Linked DNA regions of Oryctolagus cuniculus: region 2 is linked to region 1. The links are chromatin contacts, called in public Micro-C maps. All regions are on one chromosome and are shown on one strand. Each heading gives the region's core, a stretch centred on a gene start, on an enhancer-like site or on the middle of the called end of the contact. The rest is flanking DNA. Distances are from core to core; before and after follow the strand shown.

Region 1 (5,750 bases), core at 63-2,562:
TACTTTCAAGGAAAAGTTACACTCCTATCTGAATCCAAAGGGTTAGCCGGCTGCCCCTGCCTGCGACACCAGCATCCCACATGGATGAGGGTTCGAGTCCCGGCTGCTCCATCTCGAGCCAACCTCCTGCTACTGCGCCTGGGAAAGCAGCAGAAGAGGGACCAAGTACTTGGGGCCCCGTCACCCATATGGAAGGCCCAGATGGAGTTCCAGGCCCCTAGCTGTGGCATGGCTCAGCCTGGGTCATTGTGGCTATTTGGGGAATGAACCAGTGGATGAAAACTCTCTCTCTCTCTCTGGGGGTGGAGGATAGGGGGTGGTGTCTGTAACTGCCTTTCAAATAAATAAATCTTTGAAAAAATTCAGTAAATGCATTTATTGAAAGGAAGGAAGGAAAGGGGGGCGGGAAGAGAGGGAGGGAGGGACAAGATGGGCCAGCGAGCACCGGCTTTCTAAAGCAGACGACAGTTCGTAAAACGGCAGATCAGACCCTAACACCAGCCCCCAAGCAAAGCGGTTCGCGTCTCCCGGTGTCCACGAGGAAAACGCGAGTGGTTTCCCACTTACTGTTCTATACTCTGAAGGCTGCCCGAACTGAGAGTCCGCAGAGGCTGAAAGAGGAAAACAGAGGCAGATTACAGAACAGGGCCGGAGCCGGCTGGTGAGCTTCGAGCCACATCCTCCTCTCGTCCCCAGCCAGCGCCCCCACACGGGCTGCTGTCCACGGCGCAGGACGCACGGCCACTCCGGTCCCCACCCGACCTGGGGAGAACCGACCCGGCAGCCGGGGCCCACGCCCGGGCTCTGGCCAGACTCGGCCCCTTCTCAGGGCCACTCTCCACTGCAAGGCCCCGGACGTCCCCCGCGGACTCTACAAACCCAACACGCGGGCCTGGGCACAACCACCCTGCTCCAAGACACCACGAGCAGACGGGGGCACACGCTGAAGCAGCGGCTGGCCCAGCCGGCTACCAACCAAGGGGCGCCGCCGGGTCCTCGGGGCAGCGCCCACGGCGGGGAACCGCCACTAACGGGCGCGCGGGGCCGGTGGCCTAAATCTCCCGGAGCCGGGACAGCGCGGCGCCGGCCCGATGCTTCCCCCCGAGGCGCCCCGGCGCGGGTGGCTGCTCGCCTGGCCCTCAGGGAGCGCTACCTGCCAGGGCCCCGGCCAAGAGCAACAGCACCAAGCGCAGCTCCGCGAGCGCCATCCTCCCCACGTCGTGGGCCGCCGGGACTGCGCGGACCCCGCGGACGGCGCCACGCGCACCGGGAGCTCGGGGCTGGGGGCGGGGCGGTGGGCGGGGCGGCGAGCAGGGCGGGTCTGGGGAGGGGCGAAGGGCTGGGCAGCGAGGAGGGCGGGGCCGGGCAGGGGCTGGGCTGGGGCGAGATGGGCGGGTCTGGGGCGGGGCAATGGGCGATGGGCGGGGCTGGGCGGGGCCGGAGAAGGCTTTGCCTGGGAGATGAGAAGTGGTCTCAACGCTAGACTCGGAGCTGTAAGGGTGAGAACGCCTGGGGAAGACTTTTAAGGATTTATTATTTGCTTTTTTAAAAAGATTTTATTTATTTATTTATTTATTGACAGGCAGAGTTAGACAGTGAGGGGGAGACAGAGAGAAAGGTCTTCCTTTTCCGTTGGTTCACCCCCCAAATGGCCACTACGGCCGGCCGGGGCGCTGTGCCGATCTGAAGCCAGGAGCCAGGTGCTTCCTCCTGGTCTCCCATGCAGGTGCAGGGCCCAAGGACCTGGGCCATCCTCCACTGCCTTCCTGGGCCACAGCAGAGAGCTGGACTGGAAGAGGAGCAACTGGGACAGAATCCAGCTCCCCAACCAGGACTAGAATCCAGGGTGCTGGCACCGCAGGCGGAGGATTAGCCTAGTGAGCCGCAGTGCCGGCCGAATTATTTTTTATAAATGTATTATATATTTGAAAGGCAGCTCTCAAACGTCTCTGTAAGACAGAGATCTTCCATCCCCTGGTGCACTCCCCAGATGGCTGCAATGTCGAGGGCGGAGCCAGGCTGAAGCCAGGAGCCTGGAACTTCTTCCTGGTCTCCTACATAGGTGCAGGGGCCCAAGCGCTTGGGCCATCCTCTGCTGCCTTCCCAGGCGTGTTAGCAGGGAGCTGGATGGGAAGTGGATCAGTGGGTACTGGAATCAGCTCTCATATGGAATGCGGAGAGGCAGATGGTGGCTTAACCCTCTGCACCACAGCGCCAGCGCCAACTTGAGTTCTGTTCACGATCCTCCTCTCCCAGGTAAACTCCAAAAGGAGAGTGATTCTTGTTGGTTTATGCTGCATAGCCAGCACCCGGAGATGTTGATGAATGAATAGAGGGGGTTCTATGGACTTAAGAGCTTAATTTACCTAAAGGAAAGGAATGCCCACAGAATGCAACAAACCACTAGGAAGCTACCTGTGTGAACCCAAGCAAACGGCTAAGAAGAACTGAAGCTTACCAAGACCATATGATGCACCCACAGGTCCAGCCACAGCTGGGTTTTCTTTTTTAAGATTTATTTATTTATTTGAAAGAGTTATACAGAGAGAAGGAGAGGCAGAGAGAGACAGAGAGAGGTCTTCCATCCACTGGTTCATTCTCCAGTTGACCGCAACAGCTAGAGCTGTGCTGATCGAAGCCAGGAGCCAGGAGCTTCCGCCAGGTCTCCCACATGGGTGCAGGGACCCAAGGACTTGGGCCATCCTCCACTGCTTTCCCAGGCCACAGCAGAGAGCTGGATGGGAAGTGGAGCGGCCGGGTCTTGAACCGGCATCCCATATGGCGTGAACCCGCCGAGCCACAGCGCCAGCCCCTTATAGCTGAGTCTAGGTGCATGGGATCCACGTCTTCCAGACCTTGGGCACCTGGAATGGGAGAGCAATGACCTACCCCCACTATGCCGCATCCCACTCCCCCCCAAGCTCCAGAGGCAGCACCACGGGGTCCGGGGCACTGTTCCACCAGCACCGTGTCCTGCCCCTGCAGGATTAAGTGCTACACCAGGACTCTGTCCTTGTCCAAGTGCTGCTTTCCATGTGCCTGCAGGACCTCCTGGTGCTCAGCCAACGCCTGGTGGGTCCCCACGTGACTCTCCAAGTTGTTACTTAACACGTGCTGGCAGTCACAACACAATTAACGAATTTTGTTCTCTCCGGTCTTGCATGAAAAAGCAGGAAATGTTTAAGAATTTGTAAGAGGGTATGTGTGTGTGTGTGTATACACACACATATATATATATATAACTAGTAAATTCTACAACTTCGGTAGAGCATTTAAAAGGTTGGAAGCACAATATGCAGGGGCTGGCGCTGTGGCATAGTGGACTAAGCCTCTGCCTGCAGTGCCGGCATCCCATATGGCTGCCAGTTCTAGTCCCAGCTGCCCCTCTTCCGATCCAGCTCTCTGCTATGGCCTGGGAAAGCAGTGGAAGATGGTCCAAGTCCTTGGGCCCCTGCACCCATGTGGGAGACCTGGAGGAAGCACCTGGCTCCTGGCTTCGGATCAGTGCAGCTCTGGCCGTTGCGGCCATTTGGAGGGTGAACCAGCAGATGGAAGACCTGTGTGTGTGTGTGTGTGTGTGTGTGTAACTCTGCCTTTCAAATAAATAAATAAATCTTTAAAAAAAAAAGAATTAAACGTTAAAAATGCATTAAAAGAGAAGTTTATCCTAAAAAAATACGCATGCATCACCACTCCCCAACAGTGCCTCGAGTTTTCAAGTCTTCTTCCTTGAGAAGCTCCCTTTGAAAGCATGCACTGATTCTGAATACAGCTTTTGGGGCTATCCAGTAACTTCATGAGAAGTTTAGGGAAGAAAAATACTTTGGGACAGGCATTTGGCCTAGCAGCTACTGCCTGTTGGGAGGCCCATATCCCATGTTAGAGTGCCTGGGTTTGAGTCCCAGTTCCAAATTCCAGCTTCCTGCTAATGTAGACCAGACCCTGGGAGGTAGCAGGTGACAGCTCAAGTAATTAAGTCAGTGCCACCCATGTGGGAGACCCAGATTGAATTCCAGGCTCCTAGCTTCAGCCCTGGCTGTTGTGGGCATTGGGGATTGAACCAGCTGGCTGTAGGTCTCGCCCTCTCTTTCTTTTTCAAATAAATACAAACAATAAAAAAATTAAGAAGAAAAAAGTAGGCTAAACTAGTACTGGCGAAGTGAGAATCAGAAAGGGAGCAACAGGTGGCATGCCGAGAGGGCAACCCTCCGGGGTCCAGGTAGCAAAGGGAACTGGGAGGACCAGGCCCTGGCAGGAAGGGCTCAGGGCAGGGGAACCAGATGGCTGTTCTGAGAGTGTGTGAGGCTGGGGACTGGGGCCAGCTGTCTCCACCGGGGCAGACAAAGGGCCATCACGGGGGCACTGCTGCAAGAGACAGGGAGGGACTGGCATTGCAGCAGAGTGGAGGGAGCTGCACCTTGGGCTGCCCTTACCCCGGACTGGCGTGCCTGGCTCAAGACCTGGCTTTGCATTAACATGCATCCTGGGAGACAGCAGATGATGGCCCAAATACTTGGATTCCCGCCAGCCACATGGGAGATCCCGAGGGAGTTCCCGGCTCCTGGCTTCTGTCTGGCCCAGCCCCAGCTGTTGCGCTCATTTCGGGAGTGAACCAATGGACGGAAGATCTCTCTTCTCTCTGTCTGCTCTATACTCTCTCTATTTTCTATCTGTCTCCTTCTCTCGCTGTCACTCTGCCTTGCAAATAAAGAAGCAAATAGATAAACAAACAAAACTGTTAGAAGAATCAGCACATGGCAGTAAGCCTCTTCCCTCTCCTCTTGCTTCCTCGTGTCCCCCTCTTGCTTCTGTGGGCAGAACCACCTGGAAGCCAGCTGGCAATGCAGAAACGGGGCCTGCAGATTACAGAGCAGTGTGGAGCTGACCTAGAATAACCCAATGACCGGCACAGCCCCATACCCTACCCTCCACCAAAGCAGTGTCGTGTTCTGGGACAAGAAGACAATGTGCCGTTTTAAACTCCCCTGGGAGGGCCCACACTTGGCTCCGTTCTCAGCACTGTTCTGCTTGATGTCGACAGGAGATCTGGAACGAGCGTTGCTAGCTTTCTGAGTCACAAAATGTTAAGTTCTTGGAACCACGAAGACTGGAGATTGCTTATTTTGCATTTTTTAAGTTAGAGATTAATAAAACGCACATTTAGAGAAAGGTTTTTCTGAACTTTTTGGGTGTCTGTTACCAAACACCACATACATTTGCTTAGGAACACAAGATCTGAGGGTAGGTTTGGGGACAAAGCTCAGGGCTGGATGCTAGGAATTCCAGCTTCTGAAGAAAGCATTGCCCTGTCCTGGTAGACGTTACAAATGATGCGGGGAAGGCAGTGCGTGTTTCATGCTCTGGTCCTCTCCACGGCTGTCTCGGTGTTTAGCAGCCACGAGCAAGGCCAACACCACTGGCTGTAAACGGCCAGGTGCTGGACACCTTACACTTGCTGGCTCGCCCAGGCTGTCTCAAGCGGTCCACACTGCCTTTGCATCGGGAGAGCAGGTGAGGCCCAGAGTCCATGAGCGGCAGTGGGTGTATTCCACTACCACCTCACAAAAATGGGCAGCTGGTCACACAGGGACCACAGGCCATGGGCTGCTGACCCTGGGTCCAACGTGCCGCGTGAAAATGGCGGGGCTGGCCACCAGCATGTTTGTCAGATGGTACAACAGGCAGCAGCTGGAGCTCTTTAGTGCATAAGCATTGGGATTTTATTTTTTGTGCTTTCTAAGGTAGTCCTT
Region 2 (5,784 bases), core at 980-3,479, 340 kb before region 1:
GGCCATTGCTGCCATCTGGGGAGTGAACCAATGGAAGACCTGTCTCTCCCTCTCACTGTCTGTAACTCAAGATTTTGAGAGGTAAAGAAAAAAGAAATATTACCCTAAAATCCAAGAGGGCACGTTTATTCCCGGCTGGCAGTAGAGACCAATTTCCCGAATTCCGTCAAAGTCACAGTGTGACAGCAGGAAACTGGATAATTCTGAGGCAGCAGTAACCACAGTCTTATAGGTGTAATAAACTGGAGGCTGGTTGTTGCATTCATCAAAACACACGGCTATTCTGTCCGAATAGAGGGAGGCGGCCTGGTGCACCAATTCCTGAAGAGTCATTTCACGAACGTGCATCTAGACACCGTTCATCTACAGCAGAGAACTATGTATGAAGAGAAACATCGGGAGCGAAGCTTCTCTGTGGTCACTCCTTGTAAAACTATCAAAGACAGACATGGAACTGAATAGTCTATGAACTTAAGAAACGTGCATAACTCTGGGGACTAATGAGGCCAAAATGAATCTGATGCAGTCACTTCAAACACTGGGTCAGAGCTTGAAAAAGAAAGGAACGATAGAACAGATGACAATGCAAACAGTGTAGACGTCAACTGATCACAGTGTGAAAAATCTATATAATCAACCAATAAAACCACGTTTAAAGCAGCACATTTTTCCTTACAGTTATAGGAAGATTAAGACTGTCAAAATCCTATATAGTGACTTTGAAACAACTAGTGAAATAAAGTCTGCTTTTAAGTTCAGATGCGAATGAAGGCAAAATGCATCTCTGTTGGGGGAAAAAAAAAATCCTACCTTCTACCCAACCAGTTGTAGACTGTTATACATGAGAAGAGTGCTTTTTCAGCACTTATTACAGCACTTTAGAGGTCACACTCCTATAGTTTTATTCATAGCCTTGTTTGATTCTTAAATTGCCAAGTTTAGATTTACCCCCTAAATACAGTATTACAACTCAATAAAGAGTCTATAACAAGAACATTTGGAACAGTATTTCAGAGAAACATTAAGGATTGACGATAACAAAAACCTTCCTTGAAGGTGATCACCCCCTACCCCAGAATCTTAGTTCCAGATTTCAAAACAAGTAAGATTTATCAAGGAGCCCACTGACAATCCTGAAGTTTATTTGCTCATATTTATTTGGGCCAATTTCCTTACCGAGTCAAAATATTCAGCCAGGTCATTAACATCAGTCGGAAACTAAGAACCTTCTCAGGAGTATACAATGAACACCTGCAGAGACTCAAACTTTGAAGATGCAGGACTTCTGGATGCAAACCTCAGCAATACCAGAGAACCTCAGTGGTGGTTTTTAGTAAGCATTGCTCCAAGCACTTCTTTTTGGCCTGTCCAAGACAGATTTTCAGCTTTCCTTAGACATACGAATGATCATGTAGGAATGGTTGTCTACAGCACATAGAACTGTAGGAGAGGCGTTTACTTCACAATCCAGTTAATGCTTCTGCCACCCACTCCAGCACGTGCCTATCAAATCGTCTACACACGGAATCTATCCCATTGAGGCATTTTTATAAAAACCGAGTCCACTTGCAAAAGCCACTTATCTTCCTTGAACGTACCAACATGAAGTTAATTTTCCACATCAGAATAACCTCATCAATATATTTTAAAGCTTATTTGATATTAATGAATGGGCAGGATTATAATATGAATTCTTACAGAAAGTATCATTTAAATGACAAACTACACTCACATCACACTTATCTATACAATTAAGATGTTTTTCTAATTTTAATTTCCAGTTTCCCAGTGGTTGGTAGAGAATTTAGCCAAAATCCAGTGTTGTCTCGGTTTTTGATTTTCACTGTGAATATAAAATAAAGCTAGAAACTTAATTTTCCCTTACCCAGCTGCTGCTTAACGCACATCCTGCGACCGCGTTTAACACCACCGCCCCGTGTGGAGCAGGTGCACTTCCCCCTGAGCGCGGGAGCCAGGTGACTCGCAGACAGCGCACAGCCCGCACCGACCCGCACACTAGCGCCCGCGACCCCGCGCAAGCCCGCGCCGCAGCCGGCTTAGGTCTCGCCCACGCGGCTTCCGACGCACAAACCCCTCGCCGGACACCACACCCCGCCGCGACCCGCTCAGGGTCTCACCGGCGGAAGTCTCAGCCCATCCAGACCTTCCCCCCGCCCTTCAACAGCACTTCCGGAATCACTTCACCCCGTCGCGCGGCCCTTACGTCAGTCTCCGGCGTCGTCGCGTTGACGTCAGCGCGCGCGCGCCTCAGGGCTGTGGGCCATATCCCGGAGCTGTGGCGCAGAGGTAGCTGACAGCCGCAGCAGGCTTGTTAGCTGACGGTCCTCGGCTCAGCCGCTTGCGCTGGTCACGCTGGGTCTGGGACGGGATCTGTAGGACTTTGGAATTGATCGGCTTGGAACCGCATCCTCTGTATTCGCTGCCTTGAAACCCTGGGCAAGGTTCTTGGGTTTTCAACCGCAGATGAGGTGGTAATAAAAATCCCCCTAGGGTGGATATGAAGAAAGGGGAAATCATCGTGAAAAACTGGAGTGAGCGCACTCCAAGCTCTCGACATTTGTGGCGCCTGCACACGGACTCCTTGTCATCGTGAAGCGGACATTTAATACATATTTGAAATAAGGCAGAGAGATCCTCCATCTGCTGGTTAGCTCCCCGGATGCCAGCCCCAGCCAGGGCCTCCTCCGTGGGGGACGGACGCCCAGGAACGCAGAGCCATCACCTGCTACGTCCCGGGAAGCATGAGCAGGAAACGAACCGGAGCCGGGCTCGAGCCCAGCCCCTGCCACAGGCGAGGCGCGCGTCCCCAACCTCTGCCTAACAGCTGCTCTACAACAGCCGCCCCGGGCTGAAGTCGAGAAGCAGATGTGAACAGCGAGTTCCAGAAGGCGCCAAAGCCTCGGGGCGAATCGTGGAGTCTGTTTCTGAAAGCCGGCGGCTGCACGGGGACGTGTGCTCCCCAGTCGATGCAGGCCAGGGGTCAACCACATCCTGTTGGGAGCTCAGGACAAAGGCAAGCACTTGTTACGGAAGCCAGAACAAGCAAGGTTACGGAGCTTAATGTGAACAGTCCTTACCGATAACACTCTTACAGGGCTAGTTTTTGAGTAGATAGCAATGCAACTGGCCAGAAAAAACAGAGGACAGAGCGACCCAGGCCAGGCCACGGCTCACTTTAAATGCAGCAAAAACGGTAGGATGTGCAGCTTTGAGTAGGATCTCCAGAGAAAATAAGGCAGGTCCGAAGTGGCGAGTTCCATAAGCTGCGCGGGCGGGGCGGGCAGAGTCGAGCAAGGGAGTTGCCCTCATGGGCGACACCTGAGTTGCTACAGTAGGCGTCCAGGGCAATAAAGCGGTGCCCTGAGGTTTGGGTGTGGAACCAGAAGCAAGCAGAGGTGTTTTCTGCCGGTTTTGGGGGGGAGCATGTGGGAGCGCAAGGCGTGAGAGATGGCAGCTCAGTAAGGAAAGAACGGGGTGCGCTCTCATTCTCAGTTATGACCAAAAAACGTTTTGCAGGAATCTGGGAAACTTCTCCACTTCCCGACCACCTTTCTTGACCAGTGTCGCCCTGCGGGAGCCCGAAGCCCAAAAGGGTTCACTCGTAATGTCCCTCCAGAGAAACCACTGGGAAACTCCTGTGGGAGGGCCCGAGGGCCGCCCTTGGTCCGGAATCTGCACAGCCGGGCTGCAGTGCGCCTTAAATAGCTTGTGGCACGATGGGCCAAATAGGCCAGTATTTTAGGAGCTGCAGCTGCATTAGGCGTGCGTGGGCCCTCCCCACCAGACCCCACTTAAGATGCTTATCCTGGCAGGGGACTAACCCAGAGACCACCCCCAGGGGTGCTCTTCTGGGGCGGGGGGGGGGGGGAGCAGCATCCCCTACAACCAGGATATGCCATGGCTATTAAAACTAACATGACCTATTGGGGGGAGGGGTCCCCCAAGATGTATCTTGTCTGTTTTTCTATTTGGAGAGGACACCGTCATCCACCCAGATGGCTGGTTAACAGCCTCACCTCTTTCTTGCCCTCTGTATCCAATTAGACCCTACGTCCTCCAGCGATCGCACATACTTAAAAGCTGATTATAAGTTCTTGAGTTCAGGGACAAGTTTTGTTGAAAATCAAGTGGAAGCAGAGAGTTGCAGAGGGTGCGGTGTCTCTAATTTTCCACTTCATTCTCCTGTTTAAAGTGTCTGGTGGGGCCAGGATTGTGGTACAGGGGGTTAAGCCGCCACCTGCCATGCCAGTGTCCCATAGCTGGTTTGCATGCTGGTCGCTCTGCTTTTCATCCAGCTTCCTACTAATGGCTTGGGCTGGCTGCACTGGGAGCGCTTACCGTGCAGGAAGAGCTGGAATCCTGCATCAGTGAGGTGGCAGAGGCTGGAAGGGTGCTGGTTGATTGGTCACTGTTGGATGGCTCCCAGAAGATTCAGAAGGCAGACCCGCAGCGCTTTCCTGGTGGGATCCACTGTCTTGCTAATTTGTCCACAGCAAAGACTGAAGCTGGGGTCAACACAGATGTTGGAGATAAAACCCACGCAGGCTTCCCTGGGAGTTCTGGATTGTGTGACGTTGATGCCCAGACCTTGGCTGGCTGGGGAGTAGATCTACTAACATCTGATGGTGTGACAGCATGAAGCGTTTGGTGAAAGTCGTCAGTACATGCCCTTGGCTCTGAACAGGACTGCAGGAGCATTGTCTACTCTCATAAAGTTGAAGGGGCAGGTGTTGTGCGGCGGGTAAGGCCCTGCAACATTGGCATTCCATGTCAGAGGTTTCAAGTCCTGGCTGCTCCACTTCCCATCCAGCTCCCTGCTGATGTGCCTGGGAAGGCAGCAGCAGATGGCCAGGTGTCAGGCCCCTGCCATCCACATGGGAGACCTGGCTTTGGTTTGGCCCAGCCCCAGCCACTGAGGCCATTTGGGGAGTGAACCAGCAGATGAAAGATCTCTTGCTCTCCTTCTCTCTCTGTAACTGCCTTTCAAATAAATAAATAAATCTTTAAAAAAGAAATGTGTCTGGTGTCCTCCAATACAAGGAATCCCGTCTTCAGCTCAGGCCGAGGGTGGTGTAGGATTTAACTCATTCCCAAGTGAACTTCCAGTCCTTTCAGTTGCCCTCTTTCCAGAACCCAATTTCTGAGCTTTGTAGGCAGGGGCACGGGGAGAGAGCCTGCAATACAAATGGGATTGCCTGCTGGCTTTGCTCACTGCTGTTTTAAATTTAGCCTTTCCACATCCATGGAGGCCTCTGCTATTGCTCCTAGAATAGTATTCCTTTTATCCCTTCTGCTCTTTCCCTGAGGGTCCATTACTCTTTACAGACTCTCTACTGTCATTTTCAGGGGATTCCAACAGGCAGCCAACATAAAGACTGTGTCTGAGACGCCATTTCCCCGTCAATCCAGAATGATCATTGTAACAGACAACAGCCTGATCAGTCAAGGCTCTCTGCTATGAGTAAGCGGCTTTGGTGGTTCCACGTTGCCTGCACCGTAACATTCAGATGCAGACAAATCTTGGGGCCAGTGTCCCCCACCCCAACCTCCACATTCCCCACACCTCTTCCTGTTAAGCTCCAGCCCCATGAGACGCGAGTAAATCTGAGCATACCAGTCCCTAGCATGTTTCCACACCTGCGCTTTGAACGGTCTCAGGTGGAAACGCCCCTTTCTTCCCCCTGCCGGCTTGAGGACAACACAGCTGAAACGTTACTCCTCTGCGGTGTTATTCCCCAAGTTCCACCTGAGAATTTGCCCATC

The links. Hi-C and Micro-C count contacts between places; a contact is called where the count stands out from the background.
Region 2: a Micro-C map of ear pinna shows a contact between it and region 1, with 2.5 times the contacts expected there. The contact joins the promoter of AASDH here to the promoter of SPINK2 in region 1. A contact is called at or near these places in 2 of 6 Hi-C or Micro-C datasets (ear pinna and an unstated tissue).

Annotation. Positions count from the first base shown.
Region 1 is chr8:107,821,854-107,827,603 of mOryCun1.1, reverse strand. SPINK2 (serine peptidase inhibitor Kazal type 2) reads right to left here and starts at 1,312. Exons shown (of 4, transcript XM_051820245.2): 1 at 1,154-1,312; 2 at 568-611. The coding sequence starts at 1,208.
Region 2 is chr8:108,158,274-108,164,057 of mOryCun1.1, reverse strand. It overlaps AASDH (aminoadipate-semialdehyde dehydrogenase), which reads right to left and starts at 2,229. Exons shown (of 16, transcript XM_070048081.1): 1 at 2,139-2,229; 2 at 1,177-1,364; 3 at 104-549. The coding sequence starts at 348.